Linked DNA regions of Rattus norvegicus: region 2 is linked to region 1. Evidence: chromatin contacts called from public Hi-C data. All regions are on one chromosome and are shown on one strand. Each heading gives the region's core, a stretch centred on a gene start, on an enhancer-like site or on the middle of the called end of the contact. The rest is flanking DNA. Distances are from core to core; before and after follow the strand shown. Region 1 has its middle 80 kb from the start of Hectd2. Region 2 has its middle 73 kb from the start of Ppp1r3c.

Region 1 (5,869 bases), core at 2,005-4,504:
TCTGTGCCCTCTCCGGTCCTCCATGGGCACCAGGCACATATGTGGTATGCAGACACACATATAGGTAAAACACTCACACACATACATTTTTACCTAAAATAATATACACCGAATAAAACATTCTGAGAAGTTGGTAGCGGTGGGAGAATCTAATGACACTTAGTCACCAAAGTCCCACTCCCAACTCTTCCTTTACCACCGTCTGTGGTGGCTTGAATGACAATAGCCTCTGTAGGCGCATGTGTTTGAAGCTTGGTCTCCGGTTAGTAAAACTGTTTGGGGAAGTTCAGGAGTGTGGCCTTGTTGGAGGAGGAGGTGTGTCCCTAGCGATGGACTTTGAAGGCCAGTCCCAGTTTCTGCTCTCTCAGCCTGCAGATCAGGATGTAAACCTCTCAGCTAACTGCCCCAGCACCATGACCGTCTGCTTCCCACAGTGATGATCCTGGACTCACTCTCTAGAACTGTGAACAAGCCCTCAATTAAATGCTTTCCTTTATAAGAGTTGTCATGGTCGTGGTGTCCTTCACAGCAATAGAATAGTAACTAAGACATCATCCTGTGCCCTTGAGCAGCCGGTCTCTTCTGTGGGCCATATCTTCTACCACACATTGAGCAAAGCCTTGAATGAGATGACATTCTCTGGAGCAGCCCTTAACCCTCCAGCCTCTGCCAAACCCTTCTCATGCACACTGCATATCAAGAAAGCCCCTTCTCCATCATTGACCCTAAACAACACCAGGTCAGAAGGCCCCAGGTGGACACCCAAAATCTATGAGTGTCTACCACACTGGGACAATCTCTGAAGTTCAGCCTCACAGGGAAGCCTCGAGATGCTGTGTAAATCTGATAGAGATTACTTACACTGTCATCATGACAGCTCAAAGGCAAGACTGCAGTCCAACTGGCAGAGTGACTGAGCTGAAGCGTGTGGACTATCGATGATGCCTTTGATTACTCAAAGCTGAAGCCATCCATCGGGAAGCAAGCTGCATCAAACAGGTTGAAATTCATGGAGCCAACAGGCCGAGTGTTGAAACTGGTTACGCAAGTAGCCACAAGGTTTTGGCAAAACTTGGCAGAGGAGCCTCATGATGAAAGACCTTGTCAGGAACTGCTGGTGTCGTCCTTTCTGCGGTTCTCTGTGAAGGCCATATGCTGTGCCCCAATGTAGGTCTCCCATCTAAGTTTGGACCAGAGAAGCCCAGGGATAGTTCCCATCACTTGATGAGTGTCATGCCCTGTGTTAATCATGCTGGAAGTTCGTTCTGTCAGTCCTCTTAATAGCCTTGTCAGTTGGCTCCTGTTAGCATTCAGATGGTATAGGTGAGGAGAAGTGACAGGAGTGTTCTGACAACGCCTGAGTTTTTACTGTAGTTATTGCTTTCACTGTTGCTTTCCCCACGGGAGTGAAGATAGTGTTTACTGGGCATCCGCAAGAAGGCAGTCACCGCTCACAGTCCTCAGGCGTCCCATCACCTTAGCTGGCTGTCGCCCTTACTTTGTAGATGGGTTGATGTCTGTAGGTGTTAACACGATTCTGTCATACAGCAGGAAGAAGGTTTAAACTTGGTTCGACCAATCCAAGAGCCTTTATTCTTCTTTACTTTTCTCTGTCCTCTGATCCCTTTGAGCCTTTGCTCATAGAGACAACCACCCCCAAAGTTCTCCATGAGGCTCCACACGCATGGCCGTGAGCTTTAGGAGAACTAGTGCATGGTCCCAGCTCTGAAAGGCTAGGGCTCTGGTTGCGTCTCATCTCTGTTTTCTGCCTCGCTAGGCCGAGGGAACAGAGAGGTGTCTAGAGCTGCACGGGACCCCATGCTAAACTGGGGGAGCTGAGATCATGTGGGCAAGATCCTGGAAGCTTGGTTGAGGGTGTGAACTGGAATAAGCATCTCAGTCAGAGAAGGGTGGTACCTGCTCTAACATTCTGGAAATTAACTGCCTGAACAAGGACTTGGGAAGGACCAGGGGAGGGGGGAAGCCATGTAAGAGGCTCTAACTGCTCACTGCTACGATTTTAGCTGCTTTATAGATGATCCCCCACAAATACACACACACACACACACACAACAAACACACACACAACACACATACCATACACACACACCACACATACACACACACACACACCACAACACATGCCATACACACACCCCATAACACACACACACACCACACACACACACACACACCACACACACACACACACACCACACATACCACACACACATACACACATACACCACACATACCATATACACAGACACAGACACAGACACACATACCATATATACATACACACACACCACACACACACACACACACCACAACACATGCCATACACACACCCCATAACACACACACACAACACACACACACAACACACATACCATACACACACACCCATAACACACACACACAACACACACACACAACACACATACCATACACACACACACACACCACAACACATGCCATACACACACCCCATAACACACACACACACAACACACATACCATACACACACACACACACACACCACAACACATGCCATACACACACCCCATTACACACACACACACAACACACACACACAACACACATACCATACATACACACACACACGCAACACACATACACCACACATACCATATACACAGACACAGACACAGACACACATACCATATATACATACACACACACACATACACAACACACACAACACACACACACAACACACATACCATACACACACACCACACATACACACACACACACCACAACACATGCCATACACACACCCCATAACACACACACACACCCCATAACACACACACACACAACACACACACACAACACACATACCATACACACACACACACACACAACACACATACACCACACATACCATATACACAGACACAGACACACATACCATATATACATACACACACACATACACAACACACACACAACACACACACACAACACGCATACCATACACACACACCACACATACACACACACACCACAACACATGCCATACACACACCCCATAACACACACACACACACACATACACACACACACACACACTTGCCTATTAGGTTGCTCTTTCATAAATGTCATAAGATCATGGCCTCACACCCTCTGTCCACACGGAGGCTTGGACAGAGGCATCAGCCTGTGAGCAGACGCAGAAACAGAAAGAACCACAGGGAAGGGTGGGGCAGGGCAACTTCTATCCAGATCAGCTGAGGCACTGCCAGGTGACCCTGACTGGAGTGCCAGGATGCCCAACCCTCTTACAAACTCTCTGGGTGACAACTGCAGGCTTTGCTGAGAGTTGACTCCAGGAAGTCTTGACAAGAGGAGGAGCGGTTTGGTAAAGGCCAATGTACCTGAAGAACCAGCGTGGAGCCATTGTTGGCCTGGCCAGCTGTGTGATGGGCGGGCCAGTCTCCTCCCCTTCCCATGCCTGGATTCCTGGAAAGTTGTATGTTGACCAGGGCAGTTTGGTCAGCAATTTTCTTTTCTATTTCATAGAGATTTGGAGGCTCCATGAGTCTATAAAGAGACTTGAGGCGGAACTGCAAGCCAGAGGGCAGATGACTCTGAGCCCCTCACCTCCATTCCAAAGGAAGCCTTCTGAGCTCACTGAGTTATGCTGTGTGTACCACTGAGAAGTAGCCTGCCCTTCCGTCCTGTCCTTCCCAGGATGGGAATCATCCCCCTTCCCAGTGTATCCACTCTGTATACACTATCTGCTCATTATTACACAGTGGCCCCTCGCTGATGTTACACCCAGTGCAGCAGCACACAGTGCCAGCATTCAAGAAACTCTTATTTTACTTAAGAGTGAGCCCAAGCTGCACACACAGGGATGCTGGCAACTTGGTTATGCCAAAGAGAAGCTCTCAATTTTCATTTAAAAATATTTTTAAAAGTGTTTTCTCTGAAAGTTCTTGATTTGTTAAAGAAAAACCAGTGTAAGTTTGGGTACTTTGTCTGAGGTTTTGGACACTCACCAGAACAGGGATTCTTAATTGTCCCCATCATGACCCTTTTTGGTCTAAGAAAGGCTTATACACCCCAAGCACATGGGTACATAAAGTAGGTATGAAAATTAAACATTTACTGATAATAAATCATGTGCATATTAATGAGTTGAATGTCGTTATTTTATATAAAATATGAAGTCCTGACAGTACTTGGTGCTGTAGGAGACAGACAGCTTCAATCATTTTCAGTTAATATTTTTTATTTGTAGTAGTCAATGCCGAGAAGTCTAATTTATACAATGTAGCAGTAAAACTGGGAGAAGTAAGTTCAGAGCCATTTCAGAAAGCGTTGAAAATTATATCCTAATCCTAAGATAAAATTTATTTAATAATTTGTAAGTGAAAATTAAGTTAGCAACTCAAACGTCAATTTAAAAATTCTAGCAGAATGTGGTGGGGGCAGTGAGAGGGATGGGGGGCAGAAGCAGAGAAGGATGGGGGCAGGGCGGGCAAGAACCAGGTTTGTATAAAAAATGCCTGGATAAAGTCCATTACTCTGCAAGCTAACATAAAACACGAGTAAAACATTACAGGATGCTATTTGAGGAAGCTAGAAAACATTACTAAAATAATTTGGTGTGTGGGTATCTGTGTGAATGTGTGGGGAGGGGCGTGGGGATCCATAAACTAGGAAATAATTGTGGAGGTCAGTTCTCCCCTTCCACCAAGTGGGTTCTGGGAGGTCAAATGAAGGTCAGTAGCCTTGGTGGTAAATGCCTTCATCCAATGAGCTGTCTTGCTGGTCCAATAAAAAGTTGTCGCACAATGCGATCCAAAGAGATGCCAACTTGATACACATCAAGGAACAATGATAGGGAAGATGAAAAAAATCTTTGTTTTCTGTAATTACACCATTATGTTTCTGTAGGTGCAGAAAACTTCCTACATGTTCCATACATGTCCCCAAAACGCAGCAGTTCCTGACGTGCCGTAATCTTGCGGCTGAGCCCGGGTGCTTCAGGCATTTGTTGGCACTCTCTGGTTTGTTGGTACTCTGTGGTGTGACCGCATGTGCTGTCCGAAGTTCACTTGTGTGCTCAGGGGAAAGCCTGCAGTGGAATCATGGGAAACTATCCACGAGGGCTTCCAGAAACACTTCAGACTCCGTAGGCCTTTGATTTTGAATTTTTGTTCATTGTGCCCTCAGAAAACTTTTAATTTGTCAAACTTTTCAACCCCCATTCCCCCAATCAATGACATGACCCACAGTTTAAGACACTGGGCACTAGGTCCCTGGCATATTTCCCATGGATAAATTCAGACTCCAGATATTAAAAACCCAGACTCCAAAAGGGAATCAAAGTGTTGGCCTCTAAACCCTTCGTCTAGATGCCCTTTGAGAGCAGCTCCATTGACTTGCCCTCTCTGCCCAGCCCCCTGGGATGCTCCCAAGTGAACTAGCTGTGTAAGTTTCTCTGGATCCCTCTTCTCCCTCACATACATACCCTTGGCTGTTCCTGCCTAGCATCCTGCTCTAGCTTAGCTCCTGCCAAGCTCTGCTCCCTCCATGGAGAGCTCCTCAAGCAGGTGCGAGGAAGGCGGCAACATCCACAGCACGTGTGATGGTTTGAGTTTGAATCCCTGGCCCCAACTTGTGGGTGGGCGGTTTGATTCCACATGCTTGATTCAAGGGAAGTGATTGGATCCTGAGGGCTCTAATTCCATCATGGATTAGTTTCTCGATGGATGCCTAACGTGGCTGTGCCACTGAGGGCTGCTACAAGCTTGGAGCTGTGCCCTGACATGCTTCGTTCCGGGTACCTTCCTGTCTCTTTGCTCCCTGGATGACACAAGGAGAGCGGCT
Region 2 (5,869 bases), core at 1,593-4,092, 38 kb before region 1:
TTACTCCAAAGAACTAGTGACCTAAATCCTAAGGCTTGTCCCTTTCCTGTTCTCTGTTAACCTTGGTGATGAATCATTCCGAGCATATGACACCTCTCCCACTCTCCTATCCCCCAGCTAAACTTTGCTATCCTATGAGGAATTTCAGCATGCATGTGATGTGCAGAAAGGCAATTTGCAGGAATGCTCCAGGTCTTAGGGCCCAGGTTGGCCAGGCTATGAGCATTCCATTCATTTCCAAGCCTGGCCAATAAGTTTGCCTAGCACCAGTGCGGGGGAGAGGCTGAGGCCAAGTCCTCTGTAGCCACTAAGCTCCACTGACTTCTTCTCCTGGATCCACACTTGGAAGCCTGTGTGGCTCTCTGAGCCTGGGGCAAATGTCACTGGTGTCCAGGCTTTCTCTCACTGTCTGCAAAGACATCTTTCCCTTGGAGCGTTCTTTGACTTCTCTTTCCCATTTAAAAACAACAGTGTCCCAGTCTTTATAAAATAAGGAAATCCCACAATATTAATTGATCCTGACTACTCAGCTGGCCACAGGGAAGTTGGCCTGTAGACGTCTGTAGGGTTGAAGTTTTGCTGAACTCACTGGGCTGTTTTCTTCTCAGAGATGCAGCCCAGGTTTTCTCATGGAAGACACTTTCAGCCTTGCTAGTAGTTCTGTGGAGAGGTAGGAGACTGTTCTCTACCATCCTTCCAAGAGGAGACAAAAGCTAGACTCTGACTTGACCAAAGCTGTGACCAAATCGGTGGCTAGATCTGTCACCTGTGAAATTAACTGTAGCAGCAGGAGTGGGCTCTAACAGTGTTCCATATTAACTAGTCCTTCTGTTATAATCATGGGCCCAGGATATTGAAAATTGTTACAAAGCAGATCAGTATAGAATGCTCTGGTTTGGAGGCTGCTGGGGGCTTAGGACTCACTTAACTTTACATCTCCTGTGCCTGGTCCCGAAGGATAGGCCGTGTTCAGCAAACACTTGTTCAATCAGTGAGTCAATCAAAATTAGTAAAATGTACGCAGAAGCCCTGTAGGGATTTCAGAGAGAAACATTATCGGACTTTCTCCCTCTTTGAGGAACAGGCACGAGAGGACCGTGTAGTTAAGTTTGGAAAACCTAAAACCATTGCAGCTTGAGGAAGTTAGTGCTCACCAAGCCTCTGAGAGGACAGACTCGGCTGGCTGCGTTTAGTCATGAAGAATCACTGTCTTACATAAGCCTCAGAGACAATGGTGATGGAGAAGCCTTTCATTGCAGCGCCTAATAGCTGCTGCTTCTTCCCTGCATATGCAAAACCTTGAAGCATCACAGTCCTTACTGGGTCCCAGTCGCCCCATAGCCTGGACGATACGGAGGTCACGGACGGCGTTTCTTACAGCGAAGGTTAGTTTTCAGAATTTACTCTGGAGATGAACCTTGCAACTATCCAGGAGGAAGACAGCATTTATGAGGCACTTCCCTAACAGGTATGGCCACTGGGAGGGAGACACCGTGGGGCTGCTTCTCCACAGAAATGTCACCGCAGCAATGGCAGGCCCAGGAAATCTCAGAACTGGTAGATGATAGCATCGCGTGCTCAGGAAAACCGAACCCATTCTCTCCCACTACACTAAGAATGAGTTATGTCTTTGTGATCATAAAATTTAGGGGAATTGAGAACAAGCTCCTCAGAGAAAGGTTGCAGGCCCCAGTTTACTGATTTCTTAGCTTCCTTTCAATCTTCAAGTTCTGTGACGCTTGCATAATGGGGCGGATTCTCCTCTATGCATTGAACACAACCTCTCCACCCTCTTTTTCAGTCACTTGCTAATATCTTTGAATAAAGCATGCGGGGTTGGGGATTTAGCTCAGTGGTAGAGCGCTTGCCTAGCAAGCACAAGGCCCTGGGTTCCGTCCCCAGCTCCGGAAAAAAAAAAAGAATAAAGCACGAATGCGTGCTTGCGTGCGTGTGTGTGTGTGTGTGTGTGTGTGTGTGTGTGTGTGTGTGTGCGCGCACACACAGACGTCTAGTCAGTTCTGGAGTGTATTATTTAAAATGGCTGACTGAATCTCTGCTCAGTGGGTCTCCAGCATTTAAGTCGCACTTAGGCCCCGACTGTACTTCTTATTTCGGTTTAGAAAGACATCTCCAACAGAGAAATGGCTCCAGGTTGCAAAGGGCAGCTTTAGAATTATTTTCTTTCTCTGCAGTTAGTGTCAGGGCAGACAAATAGATGATCACAGAAGCCGGTATTCCCTCCAGATGAGGAAAATGCTCCTGTTGCCTTTCCTGACTTGGGCTAAATGTGGCTTTCATACCCAAACCACTTCAGCCTCAAAAAGGAAAAAAAAATGATGGCTGGCTCTCCACTTAAGTGAGGAAGCTGACAATTACCTCCCAGCATGGTGTGACAGTTATGTGAACCTAAGGGCTCGACAGACAGTGGAGCTCTTGTGTGAGGGAATGGATACATCTCAGCAGGTTTTTGCCTGGTGTTGCAGGGTGTTAAAATCACCCTCCGATGTGGATGTGAGGGTGTCTGAGATTGGCAGTGTCATATTCTAAACTAGGGGTGGTGGAAATGCTCAGTCTCTGTTAGAAGGCACTCCTCATCTCTGCTCCAAAGCCCAAGCCTCATATCTCTCTGCCCTGTGTATTCCGCTTTCATTAAGAATATTAAGCTGTTCAGTGTAGATGCTCAACTCAGAAACTCCCTAATTCTCTAAAATGGCAGCAGCCAAACCAAAATGAGTGCTGTGTTGAAAAGCCAGGATGGCCGAATCAGTGGACTTTCAATGTAGGGCAAGGGCTGTTGTGTGTGTCTTGTTAGAGGACAAAGAGGAAGTCTGATCAATCAAAGTGAAATTAAAAATTAACATGCTTCTGTTTGCTCACTTATAATCTTTGAATAGGTCAATACCCAGGGACTGTGCCAGCAACCTGATTTGAGGCTGGCCACAGAATATGCTTGAAGACCAGTTTGGGTAAAGAGGACTGAGAGCAGCTGGGCAGGACTGGGGTTAATTACAGCTAGGATATGGACACCCACAAAGAGCTTAAGCATTCCTTTCTGAGGGCTGGCATTTGTGCTGCTGGTATAGGGTTAGAGAGGACTTGGAGTCTTTGGATGGTGTGTACTTTAGTGGTTCACTCCAAGGAAGACCAAGGACACCAAGTGACACTCTCTCTCTCTCTCTCTCTCTCTCTCTCTCTCTTTCTCTCTCCCCTCTCTCAGGGCAGTATGGAGGTGTAATGAAGCTGTTTGAGATGAGACTGGTGTGTTTATAGAAGACAAGTAATCAGATAAAAACTAGGATTACCCCTTCCTTTTGTGTGCATGCGTGTGTGTGTGTGTGTGTGTGTGTGTGTGTGTGAGAGAGAGAGAGAGAGAGAGAGAGAGAGAGAGAGAGAGACTGGGAAGTAGATGTTACATTATAATTATTGACTTAAAATATACCTATTAGTGTTGTCTTAGCTAGGGTTTCTAGTGCCATGAAAAACATGATGATCAAAAATGACTTGAAGGTGAGGAAAGGGTTTATTTCAGGTTACAGCATCCCTCCATCATCCGGGGAGGAAGGGCAGGGATGTGGAAGCAGGAACTGAATCAGAGGCCATGGAAGGACGATGCTTACTGGCTTGCTCTGCATGCCTTGCCCAGTCTGTTTTCTTGTATTATCCACAATTGCCTTCCCAGAGGTGACACAGCCCACCTCGATCTGTGCCCCCAACCCTTGTCAATTACCAATCAAGAAACTGCTCCATAGACTTGACTACAGGCCACTCTGGTGGGGACCATTTCTTCAGTGGAGGTTACCTCCTCCTACATGACTATAGATGGAGTCAGGCTGACATAAACCTAGCCAGCATAGCCCAGAAAAAAGGGAATTAAGAGGTGTTAAAAATTCTACAGGACCAAGTGACTGAATTTCATCATTATAGGGTGTTAAATATAGACCAGAGCTGATTTATCCTGGGCTATTTTTAGTCCCCTTTGAAAGCAACTCACCACTATCCTGTTCCCAACCCAACACCCTGGTAGCTATCAAAGCTTTGCAAGTATTTTTAGCAGACCTCGAGCTTCCCCCAATCCAAAAGCCAAGAAGTCATCAGACCTATAGCAGAGTGTGCTCCACTCTGCCTTTACACATCGATCTGTGGCTCTACCAGTGTATTCAGTAAACGATGGATCTGTGACTTTCTGTGTTAGCTAGCTAACAGGCTCTCTTACAAGCACTTCCACAGGAGAACGAGTTTTCTACAGCAACCTGAACCCACATTCTAGGGCCAGGATCACTCAAATCTGTGAAAGTTGTGGGAGTGTTTGTTTGTTTGTTTGTTTGTTTGTTTGTTTTGCATCAACATCACAGTTACCAGTCTATAGTTACTCAATAAACATTTGATGGCTGAAGTTAAAAAAAAACAAACAAGCAAACGACTGGACAAAGCTTATGTAAGACTAGGAACCAAAGAATGTGAATTTTAATTTATAGCCAATCAACTGTTTGTAGTCATTGATCCCTGTCTCTACCCCTCGACCCTGTGTATGTGTGTGTGTGTGTGTGTGTGTGTGTGTGTGTGTGTGTGTGTGTGTGTGTGAGATTTGTCCCCTAGAGATACTTGGCAATGTTTCAATGAAGCTGCTTTGGCTGTCAGACTAGATATACAGCCAACCATCCTACAGCATTGAAATATCTTAGTCAAAATGTCCATGGTGAAAGACTAAGAAATATTTGTATAAATGCCAGTATAAGAGAACATGGCCAAATTGTTCATAGTGATAACCTATTCAGAGGAAGATGGAAAGAGTTTTGGAACACGATCTACAAATTTAATAATTAGTTTATTGTCAGGATTCTTTGTTGGAGAGCATCTGTATATGCCCTGGAACTTAATACCTGTCCACTTCAACTTCCAGGGGATTGTAATTGCAGCAACACATCATTATGCTCAGCTTTTGGAATTTATTAATTTTTATTTTATGTGCATGTGGTGGTTTAAACAAGAACAGCCCCCACAGGCCTGTATATTTGAATACTTAGTTACTATAAAGTAGAGTTATTTATTAGGGATTAAGGATTAAGAGATGTGGCCTTGTTGGAGAACGTGTGTCAGTAGGGGTGGGCTTTGAGGTTTCAAAAGCCCATGTCAAACCCAGACCCCGTCTGTTGCCTTCAGATCAGGAGTTGCTCTCAGTTAATGCTCCAGCACCATGCCTGCCTGTGAGCTACCATGCCGCTATGATGGTAATGGATTAAACCTCTGAAACTGTAAGCAAGTGGCCAATTAAATATACTTTTTTATAATAATTGCCTTGGTCATGGTGTCTTTTCACAGCAACAAAACAGTCCCTAAGGCAGTATATGAATGTTTGCGTGTGTGTGTGTGTGTGTGTGTGTGTGTGTGTGTGTGTGTGTGTGTGTGTATCTACAACATGTGCATGCAGTGTCTGTGGAAGCCAGAAGAGGGCATCATATTCCCTGGAACTAGAGTAGAGATGGCTTTAAGACACTATGTGGATCCTTTGGAAGAACAACTCTCTAAGATCCAGGTTCTAGAATTAAAAACAAACAAACAAACAAAATAACAAAACTCACCAGTAAATTACATTTATGGTCAGAATCAATAGGAAAGATGTCCGATACTTAAGCTGGACACTTAGAAAATAGGTATTGAAGAGGAAATCACCTAGTGCCGTCTGTGCCCCCTGGGCACAGGGACCTAGGAGCATTCGGGGCAGAACCCTTGCATTTTCTGCCTGTGCCTAGAGCTGAAAGCCAGTCACTGGGCGTGCCTAGACACCTGAGTGCAGAGCTCTCTCTTCCCAGATCCTGCTGAAAGAAAGCAGGTGTACAGGAATGCTGTCACACAGTCTTACAGGAGGGCC

What was found. Hi-C and Micro-C count contacts between places; a contact is called where the count stands out from the background.
Region 2: a Hi-C map of liver shows a contact between it and region 1, with 3 times the contacts expected there. The contact joins two enhancer-like sites. A contact is called at or near these places in 3 of 12 Hi-C or Micro-C datasets (Schwann cells and liver).

The regions. Positions count from the first base shown.
Region 1 is chr1:243,765,621-243,771,489 of GRCr8, reverse strand. No RefSeq gene overlaps it. Among named protein-coding and RNA genes, the nearest start is that of Hectd2, 80 kb to the right of the region's middle. Within about 2 kb of position 3,254, at least 3 of the 93 cell types and tissues checked have an H3K27ac peak or open chromatin away from gene starts, as enhancers often do. A contact at or near this core is called in liver, where this site is marked.
Region 2 is chr1:243,802,949-243,808,817 of GRCr8, reverse strand. No RefSeq gene overlaps it. Among named protein-coding and RNA genes, the nearest start is that of Ppp1r3c, 73 kb to the left of the region's middle. Within about 2 kb of position 2,842, at least 8 of the 93 cell types and tissues checked have an H3K27ac peak or open chromatin away from gene starts, as enhancers often do. A contact at or near this core is called in liver, where this site is marked.